Linked DNA regions of Cricetulus griseus: region 2 is linked to region 1. A link is a contact called in public Hi-C data. All regions are on one chromosome and are shown on one strand. Each heading gives the region's core, a stretch centred on a gene start, on an enhancer-like site or on the middle of the called end of the contact. The rest is flanking DNA. Distances are from core to core; before and after follow the strand shown. Region 1 overlaps Prkcg (protein kinase C gamma type). Region 2 has its middle 36 kb from the start of Vstm1.

Region 1 (6,009 bases), core at 882-3,381:
AATTGTAATTTTTAAAAATCTGTTCATTTTGTTTGTGCGAGCGCGCATGTGCGCACAAGCATGGCATAGCACACACGAGGAGTTCAGAGAACTATTTGAGGGAGTCATTTTCCCCCCTTCCATCTTGTGGGTCCTAGGGATCCAACTCGGGTCATCTATCGGGCGTGTCGGCAAGTGCCTTTACTCCCTGAGCTATCTGGCAGTCCCTCTTTGTGTGTCTTCCATAGTTCCTGACCAAGCACCCGGGAAAGCGCCTGGGCTCAGGGCCAGATGGTGAACCCACCATCCGGGCGCACGGCTTTTTCCGCTGGATCGACTGGGAGAGATTGGAGAGACTGGAGATTGCACCACCTTTCAGGCCACGTCCGGTCAGTTGCCCTCCCAGCAACTGGGGGTTGGGGCTCACGAGCTTCAATACCCCATGTGTGGAGGTCGGGGGGGGGGCCTTCATCAGAGACCACGGGTGTGTGCTTAGGTTCTGATTATCTGATTTTCCAACCCTTCCCCAAACAGTGTGGGCGCAGTGGAGAAAACTTTGACAAGTTCTTCACGCGGGCGGCGCCAGCATTGACCCCGCCAGACCGCCTGGTCCTAGCCAGCATCGACCAAGCGGATTTCCAGGGCTTTACCTATGTGAACCCGGACTTCGTGCACCCAGATGCCCGTAGCCCCACAAGCCCAGTGCCCGTGCCTGTCATGTAATCTCACCTGCCGCCGCTAGGTGTCCCAGTGCCGCCGCCCCCACCCTCCCCCTCCCCCGCCACGCCGGCTGCAGCCCTCCCCCCCACCTCTAGTCCGGATTCTAGGTCCCGCACCCCAGCCTTGTGGCCTCTTTTCCGCACCCCAACGGGTTCTAGATGCTGTTCCCAAGCACTGCTGGCATTTTAAACGCCGTACAGTCAGTCTCTAGAGCCTCTCGGTGTTCTAGATTCCGTTGTGCCGAGCCTTGCTCACCCCACCCCACCCCCAACATCTGGATGCTGTTCTAACTGTTCCCGGAAACCCCACTCCGTGTTGGGTTCTAGACTCCACCTCGGTAGCTTTACGCCTTTCTCCCCCTACACCAGCCCTGGGGGAAATAGTCTCATGGGATTGCCTGCTGCAGACTAAGATTCCAGATCAGCCCGCTCGCATCCTTCAAGGCTCGTAGAGTTAAGTGGGAGGCTGGGCTCCGCGTTCCAGGCCACCTCCCTTCCACGCTCTGGGGATTCCTGGCATGCACGGAGGATTCTCTCCCCGACTGTTGTCAGTCAGCTTTTGTTCTAGACTTGTTCCGGAAACCCATCACTGCTCACCTGCCCCCCCCCCCCCGTGCATGGCCCCAGCCTTGGTCGGAACCACACCTCCCCACCCCTTGTCCTCCGCAGTGCCTGCCACTCTCTGGGACTTTCTTCTCCGCCACCTCCCCTTCCTTTAGCCTCTCCCACCCAGACACAGCTGCTGGAGAATAAATTTGGGATGCTGATGCTAACATGTTTGGATGTTTTCTTGTAAGCTTGGGGAATGAAGGGGCTGCGGAGGTGGGGCCGGCTGTACATGGAAACAAACACAGAGGGTGTGGAGAGCCGTGGGGGAGAGAGGACGCACAGACCCATTAAATGAAAGAGAAGACACCTTCTTCGGCGTGCGAGCCACGTACAGAGACTTCCGAGGAGACCAATGTGACCACTTTGTTCACGGACTTCAGGAGGAAGAGCACCCCTCGGCCATTAATTGTGTCAGCAAATGACCCCCGACCCTCCACCCAGATACCACGTGCATATTTACCAAGAGCAAAGTGCAAACACACACACACACACACACACACACACACACACACACACACACACACCAGGATCCAGAGGAGTCCTGAAAAGGGAGAAGAAAGGTTGGCCCCTGTGGAGAGACAGAAATGATCAGCAGAAAGGACTCCGGGTTACAGCAGCCAAGACAAACAGAACCTGGGAGCTTAGAAACCAGTTAGCAAGGCAGAAGGCAGGCAGAAGCGTCCTCCCGGCCTCTGTCTCCCCTGACCCAGTTGCAAGTGTGTGAGGAGGGGAGCAAGGGAGTGGAGGGGGCCAATCAAGACAGACTACGTTTCCCAGAAGACATCGGAGAAGACTCTGACCCCCACCCCCACCCCCAGGTGCTGGCCTCTGGCCGCCAGGGCTGATGGGGAATGTAGTCTCTGGGTCGGGCAGGCCAGCAGAACGGTGTGCCTGCCAGTGAGTTTAGAGGGGACAGAGCCACAAAAGCTTAGCAGGTTCCTTGGAGGGGCCTGGCATCTCTTCTCTGCATTTCCGAGTCTGGCTCCAATTGGATGCTGAAGCTATCGCTTCCTCCGGCACCACCACTCCTATACCCCTCTCCGGTTCCTGAAGGCCCTAGCCCAAATTCCGACCCTCGGCGGGCGGCCTGCCCCTTTAAGAGTGGCCCCGCTGACATCACGGCGGGGGGGGGGGCTGGCCCCGCTCCCGGCTCCGCGGCGGCTGCAGGACCCGGCTCTGCTCTGCGCCTGCCCGCCAGCTGCTCTAGGGACCCCTGCCCGGGACGCCCCTTCCCGCCTTCTCCAGCTGCCCAGACCCCAGGCTCCGCCCCTTGCCTGGCTACAGCCCCAGTCCTCATCAGGGGACCCCCTACTCCGACTTGCCCCTGCTCTGTCTCTCTTTAGAGAGTATCTATCTATCTATCTGTCTGTCTGTCTGTCTATCTATCTCTATTTCTCTGTCTCCCCCACCCCATCTCCAAGCTCAAGATCCCTGGACTTCAGTTTCCCTTGGCCCAAGGCCTCTGAGCTGCCCCTGCCTGGATTCTGGGGCTCTCTGACCTCTCCACTTCCAGGGCCTCAGTGAGTTCCAGAATCTCTCTCTCTCTCTCTCTCTCTCTCTCTCTCTCTCTCTCTCTCTCTCTCTCCCTCTCTCTCTCTCTCCCTCTCTCTCTCCCTCTCTCTCTCGGCTGTCTCTGCCTCTGTTTCTATTCTCTCTCCCTCCCTGCCTCCCACCCCCCCCCAATCCTGAAGGCTCATCTCATTCCCTCTCTGCATCCTTCCCCTTCCCTCCCCGCCCCTCCCCTCCTCCGCAGTAGCCAATGAGCGGCCGCCGGTCCCTGCTCCCGGCTGCGTCCGCCGAGTGAGGCCGCGGGCGCGGGGGTGGGGGGTGGGAGGCCGGAGGGGGCCGGGACGCCGGGCTCGGGGGCGGGGGCGGGGGGCGGGCACCGGAGACCCCGGTGGCGGCGGCGGCGGCGGCGGCGGCGGCGGCGGCCGGGGGAAACCGCGGGGCCGGTCATGCGGCTGCGGGGCCCGCGGCCCGGAGCGTCCGCCCAGCCCTGAGAGAGGTAAGCGCGAGGGGAGGGTCCGGCAAGGCAGGATGCTCTGCGCTTAGACCACTCTCAGCGGGAGTTGGGGCTCCGGGAGGTTAGAGGAGGGGGGGGCTCCAGGAGTGGGATCCTGGGGTTCCGATGTCGGATTTGGGATGCTTTGGGTGGATGGAGGGACATTTGGGCCTGGTGGATCCCAGAGGACGGGGTCCGAGGGTCCGGCAGTAAGAAAACAAACTCCTGGTGTTTGAGTTCAGAGATCGTGGCCACCAGACAGGGTCTCGGTGGGGTCTTTGAGGAAGGGGGTAACGGATAAGGGCGGAGGGAGGGCCCAGGCCGGTAGAGGAAGCAGGGAGTCTGGGAAAGGGTCCCTAGAAGAGGGAAGAGTTACGGTCTGGGAGATGGGAGTTCGGACTTGGGCTTTGAGGAATGCAACTTCAGCCATTCAGATCTCCAGATGGCAGAAACGCTGGGGGTAAAGGACCAGAAGGAGATCCCAGGCCTGGTGGAGGTGGGGGTGTCCCAGAGGAGGGATGGCTGCCGATAAAGAGCTCTGAGTGGGTCAGGTAGAAAGAAGATGAAGCGGACGGGAGAAGGCGCGGGATTAACTTGAGAAGTGAGGGGAGTTGGGAAGGTCCGGCTCCCCCACTGTGAGTCCAGTCGGAGGAGCAGACCCGGAGGCTGAGGTCAGCTGCCTGGACCGAGACAGTCCAGTGACTGGGAGACTGGATGGATAAGGCTTGTTTGAGCCGAGGGCTGGAAGCGGAGCAGGCAGCTGGCGGTCAAGCTCCAGAGCCACTTGGAGGGGGATGGGAGGAAGAGCCAGCCAGAGCTCTCGACAGAATCTAGATCTTTGGGTCCTCCACCAGGCTGAGGAGTTCTGGAGGCCCGGGGTGGTCGTCGCGGGTGACTCTGGCGCTAGGGGCTTTACTGGGATGAGGTGGATTCCCAATGCTCACAGGATTACGAGAAAACGTGAAAAGTGGAGTCTCGGGTCGTCTCAATTGCCCTGTTGGGGAAATGTTTGGGGGAGGTGTCTCAAACTTTATAATGCAAGCGATGATGGGTGGGAGCTGGAGAGATGGCGGCTCAGTGGTTAAGAGCACTTGCTGCTCTTCTAGAAGACTGGAGTTTGGAACTCCAGTTCCAGGGTATCCGTCACCTCTGGCCTCTCTTCCAGGGGGATCTATCAGCTTTGGCCTCCTAGGGCACTTGCGTTCTCCTGAACATACCCACATGCAGGCACACACACACACACACACACACACACACACACACACACACACACAGAATGTATGTATGTATGTATGTATGTATGTATGTATGTATTCATTATTACGGGGGAATGAGTGTCTCTGTTGGTAGAAGAATCTGGCTGAGTGGGGGACCCAAAGATGAGTCTTGCATGCATGTCATGGCATTTTATGGCAAAGGAGGGATTTGTTGTGCACTGAGTGGGGGGTGTAAGTGTAGAGAATTTGGGGCTGTTGAGATGTCTTGCTTCTGACTATCCAACCTGTCTAGCTGACGACCTCAGCTAGATCCCTCCGACCCACATAGTGAGGAGAAAGAATGAACTCTCGAAAGTTGTCCTCTGACCTCCACATGGTGCTGTGGAGCTCTCTCTCTCTCTCTCTCTCTCTCTCTCTCTCTCTCTCTCTCTCCCACTCCAGTTAGCACATCTGATCTCCTAACTGGAATTTGGGAGTACTCAGATATAACTGACTGGGTGTTTCTTGCCTGGAGAGTGCAGGACTGAGATACACTACTGACTGGAAAGTTCTAGCATGGGAAATCAGGGTCCAGAGTCTGGCAGAAATTGGGGGAATGGGATAACTGCTAGGGTGGTCAGTTCAGAGTGCTGGTATCTTGTTTGCAGGATGAGGGGCACTGGTTTCACTCGAGTTCTCTGGTTGGGAATGCTGGGTGGGAGGCACCCAGCTCAAGCTCTTGATAGGCTAGAGTCTCTAACCCAGATGGTGGCTTCAGATCTCTGGTTCCTAACCTCCAGCATCCCAGATTCAGGGGCATGCCTGGATCTGGAAGAGTAGGGTTAGGTGTGGATCTGAGATTGTACAACTGATTTGATCCCAAGCTAGGGAGATGACTGGGAGGGTAAAGCTTTAGCCACGGCAGCGCGAGGACCCGAGCTCAGAGTCCCAGAACCCACGGAAGGCTGGTCATGGTAGCATGTATCTGTGATGAAGGAATTTCTGTGATGAGGTGGGAGACACAGAGGGAAGAATGCCTGGCTCAAGTTTGTATGGCAGCTAGCTTGGCACATGCGGGGGGGGGGGGTCCTAACGTGGTGGAAGGTGACGGGCACCTGAAGTTGTCCTCTGACCACCACAGATGCCTGCCGGTTCTCATACACGTGAACACACACACACACACACACACACACACACACACAGGATTTTAAAATATTGCACCTGAGTGTTAGGGTGACACTAAGCGCCCAAGAGTGTTAAGTCAGGAGCAAGGATGTGCTCAAAGTCTTACATAGGCCTGAAGTCAAGTGTGGGAGTCCAGGGTATGGGGTTAGGGAGCCTTGGGTGGTGACCTACTTTGGGGATTATCGAATGTGCTTCAGAGGCAGGTTCTACAGAAAACACTTCAGTGTACAGGTCAGGGCACAGAGTTAAAGCTGGGCAGCGTGTGATAGCATTTCCGAATAATTCAAGTTTTCCACAGTTCAGTGTCTAAACCTAGTAC
Region 2 (6,009 bases), core at 2,484-4,983, 140 kb after region 1:
CTATGGGCCCTGGACGCATTGTTGCGCTTACATACACTCAGACAAAATACGCAGATACATAGCATAACAAGAAATCTTCTCTTAGAATTTGGATTTTCAGGGCCGGGAGTAACGCTGCACACCGTTAATCCCAACACTCGGGAGGCAGGGACCGGAGAATCTCTGTGACTTAAGGCCAGTAGGCCAGCCTGGTGTACAAAGCAAGTTGCAGGACTTGCTGGTGCAGAGAAGCCCTGTCTCAGAAAAAAAAAATTAAATACCTATATTATGTATTTGTATATTACACACACACACACACACACACACACACACACACACACACACACATATGGATTGGGTCTCATTAAGTTCCCTGGGTGCTTTTTCTTTCTTTCTTTTTTTAATTATGTATCTGTATATATGTCTGTTCATAGGTTTGAGCGTGTGGGTAAAGTATCCTCAGGTACCAGAGGACCATGTGGATTCCCTGGAGCTAGAGTTACAGGTGTTGCCAACTCCCTGATACAGGTGCTGGGAACCGAACCCCGGGCCTCTGCAAGAGAAGCATGCATGTTTAAACACTGAGACATCTCTCCAGCACACCCCCCGCCCCCAGGATGATCTTTATGATGACCCGGCCTCCTCCTCTTCCCAAGCGCTGGGATTACAGATGTGCACTGTGATGCCCCAGTGCGGCTGGTGATTTCAAGGGTGCAATATGTTGTTGTTGTTATCATAACTCTCGTCACTATGTTGTACAGTGAAATATAATTCAGCTTTTAAAAAGAAGGAAACCCTGTCACTTTGACAACACAGATGCTCCCCGGAGGGTGTTATGTTCTGGGAAACGAAGCAGACACAGAAAAAGAAACACCACATGATGTCACCCAAATGGAGAATGAAAAAAAAAAAAAAGTCAAACCCATGGGAGCCGGGAGTAGAATGGATATTCTAAGAAGTTGGGGGTGAGTTTGGGGTGTAGGGGACACTGAGATGGATTGTCTTTTTGATTAACAAGTGTATTAACTTATTAGCCCCACGGGCAGACAGACAGCAGAATGGGGGTGATGCTTTGAGTTTAGGCAGCAAGAGGCAGAGTTAGTAGTGTTGCTTCTTATAGGTTTCAGAGAAACCTGGGGACTTTCTCCAGTCCCTGGCAGGCAGCAGGGGAGGAGGTGGAAGGGGTCACTGGCAGACTCTTGGATGCTTGGAGAAGTGAGAAATCCAGGAACCTAGGGAGCCTATTGCAGACTCACAGGCACAGGCAAACTCTCAGGGGCTTGGGAGCAAGAGCTGGGGGACAGAGCAGGAGGCTGCGGCTGGTATGGCGGCCTGGCTAACAGGCAGATGCTGTCAAAATGACAAGGTCACGGTGACGGGCACTTCATGGTCTGTAGAACACATTTGTACTTTATTCTGTGGGCAGAAAGCTACACACACACACACACACACACACACACACACACACACACACACACACATCTCTTCTCTCTCGGGGAGAGATAGAGACAGAGACAGCTCTATTGGTTTTGGTAGGGTAGGAAAAACTCCTGGTCAAGTGGACTTTTTTTTTTCTGAGTTACTCTCTAGATCATAAGTTCTTTCTTTCTTTCTTTCTTTCTTTCTTTCTTTCTTTCTATTTTCTAAGTGTGCTTTCCTTAACACTTTGGGTTTCCCCAGCATTTTGGGTTTCATTGCTCTTTCTCTAAAGCCTTCCTCCCCACCAGGTGGCTGCTTGCCTGACTTCCACAGCTGGGTTAAATAGCTGGCCCCTTCTCTACTTGCCCGCCAACAAGCTGCTCGCCAGCAGCTGCTGAAGTTTACAGCTGGCCTGCCTGGGGGTTTTCTCTTAATCTCTAATAAAATTGTCCCTAAACTTCCATTTGAGTCATTTCTTAAATCTCACTCCCCAGACAGGGTTTCTCTGTGTAACTCTGGCCATCCTGGAACTTTCTCTGTAGATCAGGCTGGCCTCAAACTCAGAGATCATACTGCTTCCACTCCTGAGCTCCCGAGTGCTGAGATCAAAGGTGTGCACCATGACTGCCCTGTTTCTTAAATTCTTTTATTAATGAGACAAAGAACCCCAGGAGGGAATCCTGGTTTCCCCTGTATCTGTTTCCTCTCTGTTAACCTTTAACCTAGATGCCATCCAAATGCAAGACTCAGGACGGTGATGTTTGTGACCCCTCCCTCCCCTCTACAGAGAGGCAAGGATAAGGAGAAAAGCACCAACTCCATCAGAGACAAAGCAAGATGAAATTCTGGAATGCCTTTGTTTCCCCTCCCCGTAAAAGCTGCTCGTTAAAGAAGGCGTGGAAGACAGATTTTGAGGGTGCTGAGTCTCTATCTGAATAAGAAGCGGCTTAGAGATTCAGTTTTCTGGTTTTGTGCATAATCAGGGCTGATTACGGAGATGTGGATAATTCCAGGGCGAGGGGGGGAATAAATGCAAGCGTTCTACTGAAACCCACTGTCTGTAGAACATCACACAGCTCCTCAGTCAATCCACACCGAGCGGTGACCCACATTCTGGCCTTCAGTCAGGTGAGGAGATAAACATCTCTCTTACTTTACTGACTTTAAATATATATATATATATATATATATATATATATATATGCTGGGGTGTATGTTTACACGTGCACAGCGGGGGCCCAGAGGTTATCTTTAGGAACCACCCACCTCATTTATTTATTTGTTTATTGTGTATGTGAGTCCCCTTTCTCTTGTGCATTCTACAGTGCCCTTATGGCAGACAGAGGACAACTTGTGGGTGACCATTCTCTCCTCCCGTCACGACGGTCCTGGGGATCGAACTCATGCTGTAGGGCTTAGCAGCAGGTGTCTTTATCCTCGGAACCATCTCACGCTTTATACCTTGCTCTTCAGAATAAGATCTTTCACTGGGACCTGGGGCTGATAGGTTTGGCTAGACCGGCCTTGAACTTCAGTCTCAGCCTCTAGAAGGCTGGAAATACAGCGTACAGCACCATGCTTGGTTTAAACCACTCATTTATTTAAAAAGCAACATTGAAGTTTATTAAAAGGGGGATTTTACTCACAGATTTAAGCCCCGAAGTGAATTGAAAGAGGGACTCAGGGAGAGAGTAAGACACACAGTGTGGGTGTGGTTTAAACCATCCAGTACTTGGGATGCAGAAATAGTCCGTTGTGAGGGGGTACACACCCCTTCCAACTGTGTTCATTCTGCCTCTTTCCAGTGTCTGTGAGCTAACAGCACAGTTCTCAGTTTCTGATTAGTTAGTTCACAAATTTAGGTCCCCGGCCAGGTGCTTACACTTCCTCGGTTTGGGCTTGGTTTTTCTTCGTGGTGTTCAAAGGCCAGCTTGCAGCAAACAACAAACGGCCTGTTTGCCCATGTTCCTTTTGGTGGAAGAAGAAGAAGAAGAAGAAGAAGAAGAAGAAGAAGAAGAAGAAGAAGAAGAAGAAGAAGAAGAAGAAGAAGAAGAAGAAGAAGAAGAAGAAGAAGAAGAAGAGGCAACATTGCAAACGATTTATCAGAAAGATCCATCTGGCTGACTCATATCAGTGGTCTGCTGTGAGGTGGCACCCCCTAAAAACCTCACCCTAAAACCTGAAAGGCACTTGAGTGAGCCGCAAGGGGAGGTCACAGAGAGGTCACCTTCTCAGGCGGCAGGGGTGTGAGGAGAGAGAGCACAGAGGGCGAACAGTTCACTGTCCTCATCACCCGGTGAGGTCACAGGGGATTTCCTCACCCTGCCGAGCCAGGGGGACTGGAAATTTTGTGGCTTTGGAAGGCAGCCTACAGTAAGGTTCACTTAGATGACTTGGCCATTAGACCAGGGGACCCCGCAGTGGTTTGGTCTGGTCTCCTGGGGCCCGGTTCAGGAAGCCAGTGCCCGCCCACAAACGCCTCTGGTAAAGCGGTTTTAATTAATAGTGGAAACCCTCCAGCACTGGGGGTGCAAGCCTTTAACCCCAGCTATCTCAGAGGCTGAGGCAGGAATAGAAGGGGGGGGGGGATACGATCAGGAAGAAGAGGCAGAGGAGGAGGAGGAGGAAGAGGGGTAGGAAGAGGAAGAAGGGGAGAAAAGAAATAAAAGGAGCAAAGAGGAGGGCTGGGAGGTGACTCAGTGTTTGCAGCATCCCCCAAAGACATCACCACATCAAATGAGCGCGGTGGCACAGGCCTGTAATCCCGTTGCTCAGGAAATGGAGGAGGCAGGAGCATCAGAAGTTCAAGACCGTCCTCAACTCCATAGAGAGACTGAGGCCTATGGGGCTCGGGGAGGAGGGGAACGAACCGACAGAGAAGCGCAGAGAACGGGAAAGAAATGACTTTTGCGCGAGCGCCACCTGGAGGCGAGTGGCGGAGCTGCAGAGAGAACCTGGAAATGTACAGAAGGAGCCCTTGAGCTTTCCGGTGGTGTCCTTAGGCGACTGACGGGAGGAGGGGCATCCCCAGGACAGGAGAGAGAGGCTCGCATCCTTGTGAGAGAGCAGGAGAGGAATAGAAGGTCCAGGTGGGGAATGAAGAAATAGCTGAGTGTTCTAACCCGGCAGCTGCAGGCGGCCTGCCAAAGCGTTTCAATTACAGAGCTGACACCATTATTTTTTTTTTTTTATTCTCTTCTTGCACCTGACTAATATATAAAAAAAAAAAGTGACTGGAAGTCTTTATGACCTAAGACGACTGTGAAGGTCGTTAGACTCGCGTTCTATGGCACTTAAAGTCACAGACAAAAATGTACATGCTGGGCATTGGTGGCACAGGCCTTTAACACCAGCACTTAGGAGGCAGAAGCAGGGCAGATCTCTGTGAGTTTGAGGCCAGCCTGCTCCACATAGAGAGTTCCAGGACATCCAGGACCACACGGAAAAAGGCTGTCTCCAAACAAAACAAAAACGAAAAACCCCAAAACAAAAAATACTTAGCCCCAAGGGAAGAATATGACTTTATTAACTTAAAAAGGTGTGTGTGTGTGTGTGTGTGTGTGTGTGTGTGTGTGTGTGTGTGTGTGTGTGTATTTCCCCCTGCAAAGCAGGCCTCCAGTTCAATCAGAAAGCAATCAGTTAACCCCTGTAGCAGACTTGCTCCACCGGGCACGTGGTGCTTAGCTGTTTGGTAGTGTTCACACGGTGTCCACAGCTGAGTAACACTGTTGATAGCAATTCTGCTGCAATCTGCACAGTGCTTTCTGGCACTTTTTAAAAAATATTTTATTTATTTATTATACATACAACATTCTGCTTCCGTGTCTATCTGCACACCAGAAGAGGGCACCAGATCTCATAACGGATGGTTGTGAGCCACCATGTGGTTACTGGGAGTTGAACTCAGGACCTCTGGAAGAGCAGTCAGTGCTCTTAACCTCTGAGCCATCTCTCCAGCCCCACTTTTGGGCACTTTGAGGCCTAACCAGCAGGGAAGAGGCTGTCTCATATCTAAGATATATAGTATCATTATGACACTTTTTTTTTCTTTTTTGAGACAGGGCTTGAGCTGCCCTTCAGTTAGCTACGTACCCAAAGATGACCTCTGACTTCTGACACTCTGGCTTCCACCTCCTCTGTGCTGGGATTACAGGAGTGTTGCTGGAGTTTCTTTCCTGCCAGGTCCCTCAGTTGCTTTGCCCCAATAAACACACAGGGGCTCTATATTAGTTACAAAAGTGTTGGCCGATGGCTAGGGCTTCTTACTGGCTAGCTCTGTCTTAATTATTAACCCATTTCTATTAATCTAAGTATTTCCACCTGGTCTTGGTTTACCAGAGAAGGGTCGGAACCTGTTACTCCTTCCTCTGATACATGGCATCTCTCATGGTCTCCTCTGACTACCTTTCCCAGAATTCTCCTCTTCTGGTGTGCAGGCAGAATGCAGTGTACATCATAGATGAGTAGAAATGGTATCTGAATTAAGTCTTTGAGACTTTATGGAATGTATTTGGATCACATTCACCACTTTCCCTAATCCTCTGAGATCTACCCACTCAATCTCATTTCCTCTTTATGTTTCCCCCATTTTAAGTTCATTGCTGCTCAAAC

What was found. A called contact is a pair of places that touch in the nucleus more often than the background predicts.
Region 2: a contact with region 1 is called in a Hi-C map of liver, with 4 times the contacts expected there. The contact joins two enhancer-like sites. A contact is called at or near these places in 2 of 8 Hi-C or Micro-C datasets (fibroblasts and liver).

The regions. Positions count from the first base shown.
Region 1 is chr9:21,258,275-21,264,283 of CriGri-PICRH-1.0, forward strand. It overlaps Prkcg (protein kinase C gamma type), which reads left to right. Exons shown (of 18, transcript XM_027431016.2): 17 at 228-368; 18 at 514-722. The coding sequence ends at 702. Among named protein-coding and RNA genes, the nearest start is that of Cacng7, 3.6 kb to the right of the region's middle. Within about 2 kb of position 2,132, at least 1 of the 6 cell types and tissues checked has open chromatin away from gene starts, as enhancers often do.
Region 2 is chr9:21,393,343-21,399,351 of CriGri-PICRH-1.0, forward strand. No RefSeq gene overlaps it. Among named protein-coding and RNA genes, the nearest start is that of Vstm1, 36 kb to the right of the region's middle. Within about 2 kb of position 3,734, at least 1 of the 6 cell types and tissues checked has open chromatin away from gene starts, as enhancers often do.